Regions from separate parts of the Mus musculus genome. Here region 2 is linked to region 1. A link is a contact called in public capture Hi-C data. All regions are on one chromosome and are shown on one strand. Each heading gives the region's core, a stretch centred on a gene start, on an enhancer-like site or on the middle of the called end of the contact. The rest is flanking DNA. Distances are from core to core; before and after follow the strand shown. Region 1 overlaps Efl1 (elongation factor like GTPase 1). Region 2 has its middle 3.2 kb from the start of Gm39043.

What was found. Capture Hi-C pulls out chosen DNA fragments and counts their contacts.
Region 2: a contact with region 1 is called in a capture Hi-C map of embryonic stem cells, with 2.6 times the contacts expected there. The contact joins two enhancer-like sites. A contact is called at or near these places in 2 of 484 Hi-C or Micro-C datasets (both in cerebral cortex), 2 of 115 datasets of contacts at active chromatin or transcription factors (cardiomyocytes and embryonic stem cells) and 2 of 9 other capture datasets (embryonic stem cells and embryonic trunk).

What each region holds. Positions count from the first base shown.
Region 1 is chr7:82,734,062-82,736,992 of GRCm38.p6, reverse strand. All of the region lies in intron 15 of Efl1 (elongation factor like GTPase 1), which reads right to left. Among named protein-coding and RNA genes, the nearest start is that of 4933406J10Rik, 20 kb to the left of the region's middle. Within about 2 kb of position 1,537, at least 29 of the 459 cell types and tissues checked have an H3K27ac peak or open chromatin away from gene starts, as enhancers often do. A contact at or near this core is called in cerebral cortex and embryonic stem cells, where this site is marked.
Region 2 is chr7:83,809,426-83,812,356 of GRCm38.p6, reverse strand. No RefSeq gene overlaps it. Among named protein-coding and RNA genes, the nearest start is that of Gm39043, 3.2 kb to the left of the region's middle. RefSeq lists an enhancer at 1-439. Within about 2 kb of position 1,461, at least 102 of the 459 cell types and tissues checked have an H3K27ac peak or open chromatin away from gene starts, as enhancers often do. A contact at or near this core is called in cerebral cortex and embryonic stem cells, where this site is marked.

The sequences.
Region 1 (2,931 bases), core at 288-2,787:
GCAAAAGCAAGATATCCACCATTTTACCAACAACCACTTAGGGCAGCGGCCAGTTCCACACAGTCTACAAAACTGCATCTGTAACCGTGCTGTAAACACCACGTGTGTAAGTAATTGAGTTAATCGGATACGGTCACAGAGAATCTTTACATTCCAAAGGGCGCTGTGCTTTATTACAGACAACTTCCCTTTTGTTGGCCTGATAGCTAAATTATTATACTGTGCTGAAATTATGTAGTGAGGCCGATTATTTTATCTTTGAATTTCATTTCTAGGAAGAAAGGTGGTGTCAGATTAGCTATTAAAGCCAGGTTTGGGTTGATAGGGTTAAAACTCAATGCCCTAGGAAACACCCACATGTTCAAAGGTGCTTGCTGTAACATTTCAAAAGGCTGAAAGCAAGAGGGATGGAAGGTGGCGGCCTGACCCTCCTCCTCTGCTTATGGCTCAGGATGGGGTCTCTCTCTCTCTCTGCCTGCCTGCTACCTGCTCTCTGCCATGATGAGGTGGACATAGCTTCTGAAACTGTAAGCCAGCCTCCAATCAAATGCTTTCTTTTCAGTGTTGCCTTGGTCATGGTATCTCTTCACAGCAATGGCAGTGACTAGGACAGAAGCTGGTATCAGGGAGCAGGGTATTGCTGTGACAGGCCTGACCATGATGCCTGTTGGAAGAATATAGAAGACTTTGGCACTTTGGACTAGAAAAGCCATTAGTCACTTTATCGTGCTTAATGGGCTATCCTAACACAAGCATGGTAGACTATAATGGGGTCATTCGAACTATGGAGACTCAACAGAAGAAATTTCATGGGGAAGGAATATTAGTAAGTGGCTTAGAGATCATTCTTGTGATATTTTAGCAAAGATTACTGGTTGCTTTATGCCCTTGTTCTAAAAATCTGCTTGAGGCTACATTGAAGAGTTTTGGGTTAATGACACTGGCAGAGGAGATTTCAAGAGAGTCCAGTACTGACTCTGTCATACAGTTATTAGTAATCACTCTTATGCAGATCTATAATAAAATGAAGGAAGCTGAACAAAAAAAGAATACAAAACATACAGTTTGAGGAATAAAGAAGTGCCAGGAAGTGTAATGAAGCTAAGCCCAGTGCTCACAGAACTGAAAAGTTCAATAAAGTCTGATGCTAAGTGGAATAAAGGGAGTGGTGATCTCAGGGCAGGACCCCACCCAGCTCAGCTTCCAACTTGAGGAAAAGAATTAAAGAAAAGCTTAAGCATCTAAGGAGACCATCAATAACAGAAAGCTGACATAAATATAACTGAAAGAAGGGGTCAAGTTCCAGCCCCATCACGCAGCAGAACTTGGTAGCATTGGCCACATGGTTCTGGCTTTAGAGTCAGGGATACAGAAAGGGCTTGCAGAATCTTCCTCCACTGCTAAGAAAACAAGGAAAGTCACTGAGTGGGTAGGCCTGAATTCAGGGTGTTTCTGCATGGAGGCCAAGAGCCGCCACTGCATAAAGCTATGAAAGAGAAGCACAGCTTGCCTTAGAAACTTGAATATATTGAGGATGCCAGAGTCAGGGGGTACATGCTAAGGACAGCTGCTAACTGGGTGTGGAACCAGCTCAAGAGAGAGAAGCATGAAGCAGCCAACAAAGCAAAAGGGAGCTGGAGATAGTAAAGAAGCTTTGACATCAGACACAGAGATACAGAGTTTGGAGTTCTCCCAGCAGAGTCTCAGTCTTGCTTTAGTTCGCTATTTCCTCACTATGCTCCTTTTGGAATGCTAATGTATATTCTATACCAGTGTTAGAAGGATGTGATCTGCTTTTTTATTTTGATTGCTGTGAGTCTCAGAAGAGACTTTGAGCTTTTTGAATAAGAATGACTCATATTATTTGAATGCTTGGTCGCCAGGGAGTGGTGCTCTTTGGGAAGGATTAGGAAGTATGGCCTAGTAGTAGGAAGTGTGTCACTGGGGGTTGGGCTTTGAGCTTTCAAAAGCCCAAGCCAGGCTCTGGCTCAGTCTGCCTGCCTGCCTGCCTGCTTGCCTGTCTATCCAGCTCTGTCTCTTTCTCTGTCTCTCCCTCACTCCCTCCTCTCTGTGGATGAGGATGTAGCTCTCAGAACCACAGCTGCCTGCTGCTTTCTGTTCCTCACCAGGATGAGATGAACTTAGCATCTGAAACTGTAAGCAAGCCCCAAATGCTTTCTTTTATAAGAGCTGCCTTGGTCATGGTGTCTCTTCACAGCAATAGAATAGTGACTAAAATATCCTGGGTCTAAATACTTAAGCAAAAGGAACACGGATCTAGTTTGGGCAGAGTGTTTGTTTAACATATGCCAGGTCTTAAACTGTAGCCCTCATGCTGGTGAAAACAACAACAACCTCTGCCCCCCCTCCCCCCCCCCCCCACAAAAAAAAAACACCCAACAACTTGAAAGCCACTTTCAATAACTATGAACAGAAGACCAGAAAAAGTACATTATGATAAATTCAAACAATGGAATCAACGTGGGGTGGGGGGAATCCTTGCAGGTGAGCATAGCGGCAGCCACCTATAATACCAATACTGCACAGCTAGAGACAGAAAGAGGATCATGAACTATAGATAGAAGAGCCTAGGCTACAGAGTGAGACTCTTATCTCAGAAACCAAACTAACTTCCCTCAAGTCCACCAAGCTAAAGCAACATGAAACAGCATAAGAAAACACACAAGTTACAAACAATACGATGCTACCATTCAAAGGTAACAATCCAGTATAGAGGTATCTACACAAGGCTTCTGTTTACAGACACCGACTGAGGCTGTGATCAGGCTGCAAGCACCTTTCAAAGCATGGTAAGTGAAAAACACACAGCAGCCTCGACAGAGTGACTCCCGCTGGAGTAGGTTCCCGAGGAGGGGACAGACACAAGGGCTCCTTAGGTGACCACTCAATATTGTAAGAGGAGAGGATACA
Region 2 (2,931 bases), core at 212-2,711, 1.1 Mb before region 1:
TGTTGTTGACCACTGGCCACCACACTTTGGTGACACTCACACAGGAACAGGTACACACCCGTACACCACCACACTCACAAAGAGCTGTGCGTTGAAAGTCTTCAGCTTCCCTTTGGTGATGCCTCCCTGGAGATGCTGCTCTCCTATTACCTCATGTTTGTTATATAAAGGCCCACTTGATGAATTTCTCCTTGAAGACAGCGCCAGGAAAATTTTCTCTTTGCAGTTCGATTCCAAAGCCGTTGTACAATGAAAAGTGTATGCGCCAGCACATTTCCCTTTCATCCAGGAAAGGCAGAGATAAATCCAGCACTCAACTGTAGTAAACAACTCATCCCAGGTGCCCCGAGACACACTGAGCTGTTTTCACTCTGGCTGTTCTTCTAGCTACACTGGGCCTTTGGTGTTTTCTTAAACTCTTTTGGGAAATAGCGAGGTATAAATTTTTTCTGAACAAACCCATGCATAGAAACACATATGCTTGGCATGGATGAGCAACTCTGTCTGCTGCTGCTGAGGCTGCTGCTGCTGCTTTCTTCTTTCATTTTTAATGTGGAGACAAGGTCTCACAATATAGCCGGGGCTGTCCTGGAATTCCCAATGTACATCAGGCTGGCCTCAAACTCTCGGATATCTTCCTGCCTCTACCCTGCCTCCCCGGAGTGCAGGGTTTAAGGGATGTGCCACCATGCGCTAACCCTTTTTACAGTCACCTCTACCACAACCATGGCCCAGGCTGAGTGCCAGGCAATGGGTGTAGTGAGGAAATGGTTCTGGCCATAAATGAATCAGTTGGTCTGTTGAGGGTTCTGGCTGGTATGTAAAGAGCTTGAATTTCAGGTTGTGCCACAAACCTGACAACAGGAGTGGGAAAGATGGCTTAGCAGTGAAAAGCACTAGCTGCTCTTCTAGAGGACCAGGATTCAGTTCCCAGCTCCCACAGGGTGGGTTACAACCCTCTGTAACTCCAGGCCTAGGTAACTGTATCACTTTCTTCTGGCTTCCACAGGTACCAGGCACACACATGGAAGCAGGCAAAATACTCCTACACATAAAATAAAATAACATTAAACCTTAATTAATTAAAACCAGAGAGCCGTGAAGAGCAGAAGGCTGAGGAGTCCAGTAGAGAGGAGATTGATTCTGCCATGATCTGTCAGAACGGCGCTGGCTTCTTAGAGAGAGATTTCAGGATTTGCTAGGAAGGATGGAAAGGATTTCAGCAGCCGAGCTTCTCCGACAGAGAAAACAGTTCAAATGAGGGTTTGTAGGGGAACAAAGAATTCGCCCTCTGCATTTGGAAAGAGCATTAAGAGTTGAGTTTCTTACAACACAGGAAGCATTTGCTTGAGGCTAAGGATTCCCGCGCTTGTGTTGAACAAAGTTAAGAGAGAGGCAGGCTAGCAGGTTCCCTTTTTTGGAACAGGTAACCAGGCTACAGAGCTGTTAAGTAACAGAAAATCAGGTCTCCCCTGGCAATCTTGTACTTAACTTTGTGACTTTAAGGTTTGAGACAGGGCCTAGGGACTGACGCTTCCTCTTGGAAGTAGGAAGCAAAGTTTGGGATTTCTTTTTTTTTTCTTTCTTTTGCTGAATGGGTGGATGAGGGTGTCAGAGAGGAGGAAGGGAGGATCCCCCCAGTACCATTTTAGGCTGTTTCCCTTAGCAACCCCACGGATGGATTTCCGTGCAGCCTCTTTCCCTTCCCGGTTCCTTTTCTGTTTTCCAAGGGGAACAATGAGGGAGTGAGGGATAAGCGGTGATGTTTATCTTTCCAGCTCAGACCTTTCAACTGCTGGAATCCCCCAGGGCTGGGGAAGGGTGGGTGGAGTCACTTCCCACTGTTGCCAAGGGTGGGAGACCAGTCCCTCCTGCTGGGGCAGGGGGTGCGTGGCTTCCTCATAAATAGGAAATGTATCTCCCAAATTGGAGTCATCAAGGACTTATCTCCAGCCGCAGACACCAGAGAGGAGCCCTGCCCTATCCTTTATTCCGAAGAGAGAAGCCTGCCAGCGGGGAGAGGAGAGGGTCACTCGAGAGAACCAGCCCGGAGAGCTGCGCTGTCATTCAAGTGTCAAAGGAGACATCTTCCTGCCAGACTTCCCACACTGGCCTCTGCCCCTCCTGGAACACTTTATTCAGGAATGGGAGGAGCACTGGTTCCTTGTAGAATAGAGAGTCAAGGGGAATTTTGGTCCATTCCTTGGCATGAGTACAAAATTCTGAGCCGAATATCTACTTGCTTAGAAACTGCTCATATCTGAGCAGCAAGCTCTTTACTGACCCAGCCACCTTCCCAACCTGGGATCTTCTAAAAACACCTACCATTGCCAGGTATTTATTTCCAGGCTTTAAACTTGCCTTTGTGTATTCCTTAGGTTCCCAATTTTTTGTCCTTCCCAAAGACAGTGGTTCCTCTTTTCACTTCCTCAAACCGAGGGCTGGTTGAGCCAGTCCGAACTACCCAGTCAGTAACTTGATACCAGTTTAATGTGTTTGAGGAAGTAGCTTGGGGGGATACTTAGTTCTGTGGGCTTTGTTTTGTACCAGGTCATGCTAATTTTCCCCAAGGAACTTCTGATCCATCCGGGTTCCCTGCAGAAGTTATAACAGTGAGGAGGAGGAGGAGGAGGAGGAGGAGGAGGAGGAGGAGGAGGAGGAGGAGGAGGAGGAGGAGGAAGTGGAAGCAGCACTGGGTTAGAGGCAGACACATGTGCTGTTCTGCCAAATATTCTACTTTTAATTTTTACCTAGCACTGATGGTGGTATGAAGTCTTGGTGGTCTCAGAGGTGATTCTGGGGACTCTGGGCAACAGTAACTTGCTAGCCCATGGCCACACATTCATAATGGAAGAGCCAGGAACTACTGGTCCTCTCGCAGATCCCCCTGGAGCTGTCCCCTGATCTTTCTCAGTGCCTCTGCTTGTCCTT